Linked DNA regions of Mus musculus: region 1 is linked to region 2. The links are chromatin contacts, called in public promoter capture Hi-C maps. All regions are on one chromosome and are shown on one strand. Each heading gives the region's core, a stretch centred on a gene start, on an enhancer-like site or on the middle of the called end of the contact. The rest is flanking DNA. Distances are from core to core; before and after follow the strand shown.

What was found. Capture Hi-C pulls out chosen DNA fragments and counts their contacts.
Region 1: a promoter capture Hi-C map of liver shows a contact between it and region 2, with 2.3 times the contacts expected there. The contact joins two enhancer-like sites. A contact is called at or near these places in 1 of 15 datasets of contacts at CTCF or cohesin (embryonic stem cells), 15 of 484 Hi-C or Micro-C datasets (the HL-1 cell line, LSK cells, the Patski cell line and 6 more), 7 of 115 datasets of contacts at active chromatin or transcription factors (the 230-238 cell line, embryonic stem cells, extraembryonic endoderm stem cells and 2 more) and 2 of 9 other capture datasets (adipose tissue and liver).

The regions. Positions count from the first base shown.
Region 1 is chr15:7,144,483-7,147,182 of GRCm38.p6, reverse strand. The region is part of intron 1 of Lifr (LIF receptor alpha); the gene reads right to left. Among named protein-coding and RNA genes, the nearest start is that of Lifr, 16 kb to the right of the region's middle. Within about 2 kb of position 1,387, at least 42 of the 459 cell types and tissues checked have an H3K27ac peak or open chromatin away from gene starts, as enhancers often do. A contact at or near this core is called in liver, where this site is marked.
Region 2 is chr15:7,069,027-7,071,726 of GRCm38.p6, reverse strand. No RefSeq gene overlaps it. Among named protein-coding and RNA genes, the nearest start is that of Gm30971, 4.0 kb to the left of the region's middle. Within about 2 kb of position 1,371, at least 4 of the 459 cell types and tissues checked have an H3K27ac peak or open chromatin away from gene starts, as enhancers often do. A contact at or near this core is called in liver, where this site is marked.

The DNA.
Region 1 (2,700 bases), core at 138-2,637, 75 kb before region 2:
CCAAATCTCATCATTAACTCGTGGGTTGTGAAGGTACCAATTCCTTGATTTACAATAAAAATACTTCAAATGTTTTTTTGGTAATTTGCAATGTTTTCTTTAAAATCATTCAATCTGGATTTTGTTTGTTTTTCAGCAGCTGGGCGTTATCTCCTTCTTTCCGATGGAGAATTATCATACATGCATAACTGACATGCTAACACTGACGTCTATCTTGCCAATTTCAGGGCTTCTGTGTCCTTTTACATTCTGCCAGAATCTTTCACATACAGATAAGATTCCTTTTAGTATATGGCTAGAATCCTTCGACTCAGCCCCACGAGTTACCAGCCATGCCAGGCGCGTGCATTAAATAATTGGAAGCACTCCTGAGCTTGGTGATGGCTGGCTCATCTCATCCTTTTTTTCCCCCTCCATGAATGTTATCCTCCCTCGTGGCTTCAACCACCACTCAGCACGAATGACTTCCAAATTTGCTTCACGGAATTGGCCCCTGGCCAGCTTCAGACTAATCATTTACCAGATGAGTGTGTGCTTACCCACACAGAACCACTCCAGGAGGTTCCCGAACCCATGTGGAAAACTCTTGGATGCTGCATGTATACTTGGATGCCTCAGAGTCCTCAAAAAACCCAAAAGGAAACACAAGGAAATTCACTTTCCCCTCTAGGCATGTTCTCTCAGGCCCGGGCCAATTCCAGATTACTCAAGACACCCATTCATGTCTTCATCCTTCCCAACTGACCACCAATCACCCCCGTGTTCTTCCCATCCCTATCTCCTTTGCTACGGCCCTCATCACTTCTGGCATGGGTAGCTTAAGCCATTAATTCATTTCACATCCGTACGAAGCAAGGAATCTTCCCCGTGAGATTCGGGGCTTTACGAAGCAGCCACTCCCCATCTTCCCACCCTCTCCTTACTAAGGGTATTGATACTTCTTCAGTCTGAGGCTGATGCTCATTCTCAAGCAAGACATTACCTGTACTTTAATTTGTGTTTTCCATGTTTATCACAAAATAGGGAGATAATATACCCCCTCTTTCTACTTTATTTCCTATTGCTTTTTAAAGTCTTTGAACCGAACAGTATCTTTTAGGAGCACTGTATACTCAGGACTTACTTGACAATTGTGCCTAACTCATTCAAACCAAGTTCTTAATGAGGAGTTACAATGTCTTTCTTGTCTGTCCCCCACCCACCCACTCTTCCTTTATATCCCCAAGAGTAAGGTAAACACATATATCTAGAGATAAACCAGCAACTTGGCTCAAATTGCTGTTAGTTTCTTTTTCAAATACACAGATTAAACCCACTCCTAAAGGCCTGCTGAAACTGAGGGAGGGAAAAAAAAACGATAATTATGCAATCACTTGATGCACTTCAAATTCGGATTCTGGCTGACTCTGCCAGGCAATAAGCAACTCCCGTTTTCAGACAGCATGCACCATGTGTGCAGTTGGGTTGAATCCTCGTGCCAACTCTATGAAGCCAGTGTCGCTATCCCTCTCTTTCCAGTAAGTCACTGAGGCACAGAGGGGGTCACACATCTAAGAAGCAGAGCTGGGAACCTGAATTTAGCACCATTTACCAATCTCAGCTCTGGAGCAATACATTTAACTGTGAATCCACAACAGAAGACCCCCGAGACCTCAGGCGTCCAGGGCTCTAACACCCCTTCTGGCACTAACATGGTCACAGCTGAACAGGACCACAGCAAACAGCTGGAATGTTAGGCTTTAGCTCTCAACTGACCCGACTCGGACTCAGGGCAGTCCTTACTTCCATGTCATCAAACTAACTGAGACGAGCACAACCCTACGGCCATTGTACTTTCAGGATACCTCAAGCAACCAGCAGCTGTGGGCCTTTCTCTCCTTCCATCCTGTCAGGTGAATGCCATACTAGCAAGCGTCACCTGCTTCTACGGGCGGGGCATGTGATCGTCGTATCCCGCTCTGACAGTCTGCAGGGAGGGGGCCGAATGGAAAATAACTGCCATCTTCCTGTCCTGCTTCCAACTCTTAAGTAGACTTTTGATTAGCTGAGTTCTTTAAGTGAGCAGGTGCAAACCCAAACACACTCCAAAAGCCAGCCAGACAAAGTAGTTGAGGCTTGCCAAGGACAGTGGGGTGGCCAGCAGCTAGCAGCCAGAGCCTCTGTCTGTTTTATACAGGAAATAGACACGGCATCCCATAGCCACGGGTCTTCCAACTGAGCTACTGTCTTGTTTTACACAGACTCAGAAAGAAAGAGAGAGCGCTGCTACCTGCAGAGCAGGCACCTTAACCAGCACGTACTGCAGGTCTAGCCAGGCCTTCCCTCTTAGACTCAGAAGGGCTTGCTATCTTTTAAAAACAAAAATAAAACGAAAAACATGTGAAATCTCATTTTCAAATGCTAGCAGCTAATTTAGGGGGTGGGGGAAATACCACAACAGCATTCAAGCCAAACAAAACACATTTCCAGGCCAAAAGACTTCTTAGGGAGCCAACTAAGAAGCCTGCCTTAAAACTGAAAAAAACAAAACAAAACAAAACAAAACAAAAAAACAGACAAACAAAAAACTCACAAAACATACAAACCAAACCCATGTCTCAAAATACAAATTGTTCTAATATCTGCATTTCAATGCACACATAATAACCTAAATGTGCCCTAGTGGTATATTTTTTTAGAGTTATAATCTGAAGCTTTTAC
Region 2 (2,700 bases), core at 122-2,621:
CCCCCACACACCCACTCTTCACTGTCCCGCTGCTCAATAGGACGTTCTTTTTGATGTTTGCTCTCCATGGGCCTCTCTCGCTCCAGTACTCGGTGCTGAGAATGCTAGGCACCTAGCTCGGCCCCATCTTTCCGCTCCTTTCTGTTGGGTTGGGATGGTTGTGGGACTCACCCTGTTTCCCATCTCACAGAGAACGCTGCCCTTTGTTGCTTGACGATCAGTGTTTGTGGGCTGACGGTAAGGATTGTTTTAGGAATGAAGGTAATTGTGCTTTTGTCCCGCCCTCTCATCTGGAAGCAGAAGTCTCTTCTGCACGTGGCAAATATTTACTCTTCCTTTCTCAGCATATGAGATAAGGGGTACCCTTAGTGTATGGGGGTGCATCGGGAAAGGGAAGACTGTGCTTTCACCTCGGGCTTAGGAGAGGATTTTCACAACCCCACCCATAAATCCTTTCTTTTAAAAAAAATCCATTTATTTTACTCTGTCATTGGCTTTCTGTCACAGGCTACCCCCTCATGGCTCTGAGGTCCCAGATTTGCTCAAATCTTTTGCTTGGAGTCCATAACTGAGCTGATGTCAGGTTGTGGTATTATTGTCTCAGATGTTAATCTTTCTTGGCTCCTATCTGAGAGGCTTGATGAAGCAGCTGAGTTATCCCTTGGTAGTGAGACCTAACCACTTGTTACTGTTCACCAAGGCCATTAATATGTCGATGGCAGCTGTGTATAAATCTTTCTTTCTGGCTGTGAAAAGAATCCTGATTAGTTTATGCCAGAATCCCATTAGCCTTCCCTCTTCTCATTCATTTTTTTAAAATGCAATCATGTTAATGTGGGTGTTAATAGTGATTTGTGGTAATAGCATTCCTTTATTTTCTCATGTAACTAGATACCTTCTCTTTGAGGTCAAAGTACGGCAAGAACCTCCTCGCTCATAATTTTCATTCTTTTTCATTTCCTGTTATAATATTTTTTTGTGATGTTCTTAGTCTTTTGCTTTTAATCACAGTTAACTGCACCCCGCTCTCAGGCTGACTTTGGGCACTCTTAATGTAAGACCGTACAAAGCATGTTTCCTGGAAGGACCATTCTTCATAATCCCAGAAGGACAGGAAGTGAAAACGGGGTGGGGGTGTATGGTGGTTTGCACCAACTTATGTAACTCAGAAAGTTCATCAAGTGCTTCTGGAAGGCCAAGGGAGAGTATTAACTTAAAAAAAAAAAAAACCTTGGAGAGTTCTGGAAGGGTCACAGTATATTGATAAGCATGTCTGATTAAATGCTATTTTCCTGTCCTGGCATTTATCATGAACCCTGACATTGTGTTAATAATATACTGCTTCTACAGGTCACACAGATAAGCACGGAACATTTACCAGAAAAATGATGCAGCAGTGTGGGAACTGTCATCCTCCCAGAGAGCAAGAGACATCCCCAAGTTCCCAGCAGCAGCGAGAAACCAGTGAGTCTGGATGTAAGGGAAGCATCGCAGGACTCTGGGCATCTGAGGCCATTACTCCTCTGGTTAAGAGCCCATGTCCTGGGCCCTAACTGTCTGGGTACAAACCCAAAATCTTTTGCTTCCTAGCTCTGTGCATTTGGCTCAACTGGTCTATACCTTGGTCCTTACTTTTATAAAACTGAGAATTTACAGGATATAATTCCAGATTGTTTTCCTAGGATGAAACACTTAAAAATTAGTTAACTAACAGAAATCCAGATTAGTTCTTAACACATATATGTGAGGCTGCTAGTATTACTGAGAGGCTCTTCAGAGCTCTGTACTGTCCACATAACAGTGATGAGGCACACTAAGCTATTAAATACTTCAAAAGTAGCTACTATGATGCAAGAATTAAGTTCCTAGGCTTATTTTATGTTAATTTATTATGATTTTAAAATAATATTTGTCACACTTATTGACTTAAAATATGCAGAAATTCAGGAAAGGGAATTTACTTTTTCAGTTGTAAGTTTTATGAAGCCTAAGTATTTGATCATAACTCGTGTGTGTGTGTATGTGTGTGTGTGTGTGTGTGTGTGTGTGTGTGTGTGATGTACAGATGAGGGTACCAGCATCGGGTACTTGATGTGTTCAGTTAATGCTCTCCTTATTCCCTTCACACAGAGGCTCTCACTGAACTTCAGGCTTGCCGTTTCGTCAAGCTGGCTGGCATTGAGCTCACAGGCTCCGCCTCCTAGTGCTGGCATTGCATGCACAAGCAGCTGCACGCCGCTTTTTGTGATGTTAGTACTTGGGATTTGAACTCAGCTCCACAGGCTCCCAGAGCATGTCTCTATCTAGACCAGAGTCATAGCTACTGAGCCACCTCTCCAGCTCTTTGTTTACAACTTTTGTGATTAACAATTTAGCATACACATTTTGATGATCAACTTGAAGTACAACCAAAACAAAAACCAACCAAACAAAACCCCAAATACCTAAGATTGCAACGACCTCATCCATTGTAAGACTACTAATTTCACTTAAAATAATATTTTGCTTAAGTTGGGCTAAGTAAGATATTCTAAAATTATATTCTCTCATTTCTTTTACTTTTAAAATATGGCTACTAGGAACTTTTAAATTAGATGCGTTTCATATCATTAACCCCGGGCTAGATTATAGGGAATTTTATTTGCAGTGGTAAAACGTCTGAGTTTTATCCTGGAGTAGTAAGTAATGGCAAACCTCAGA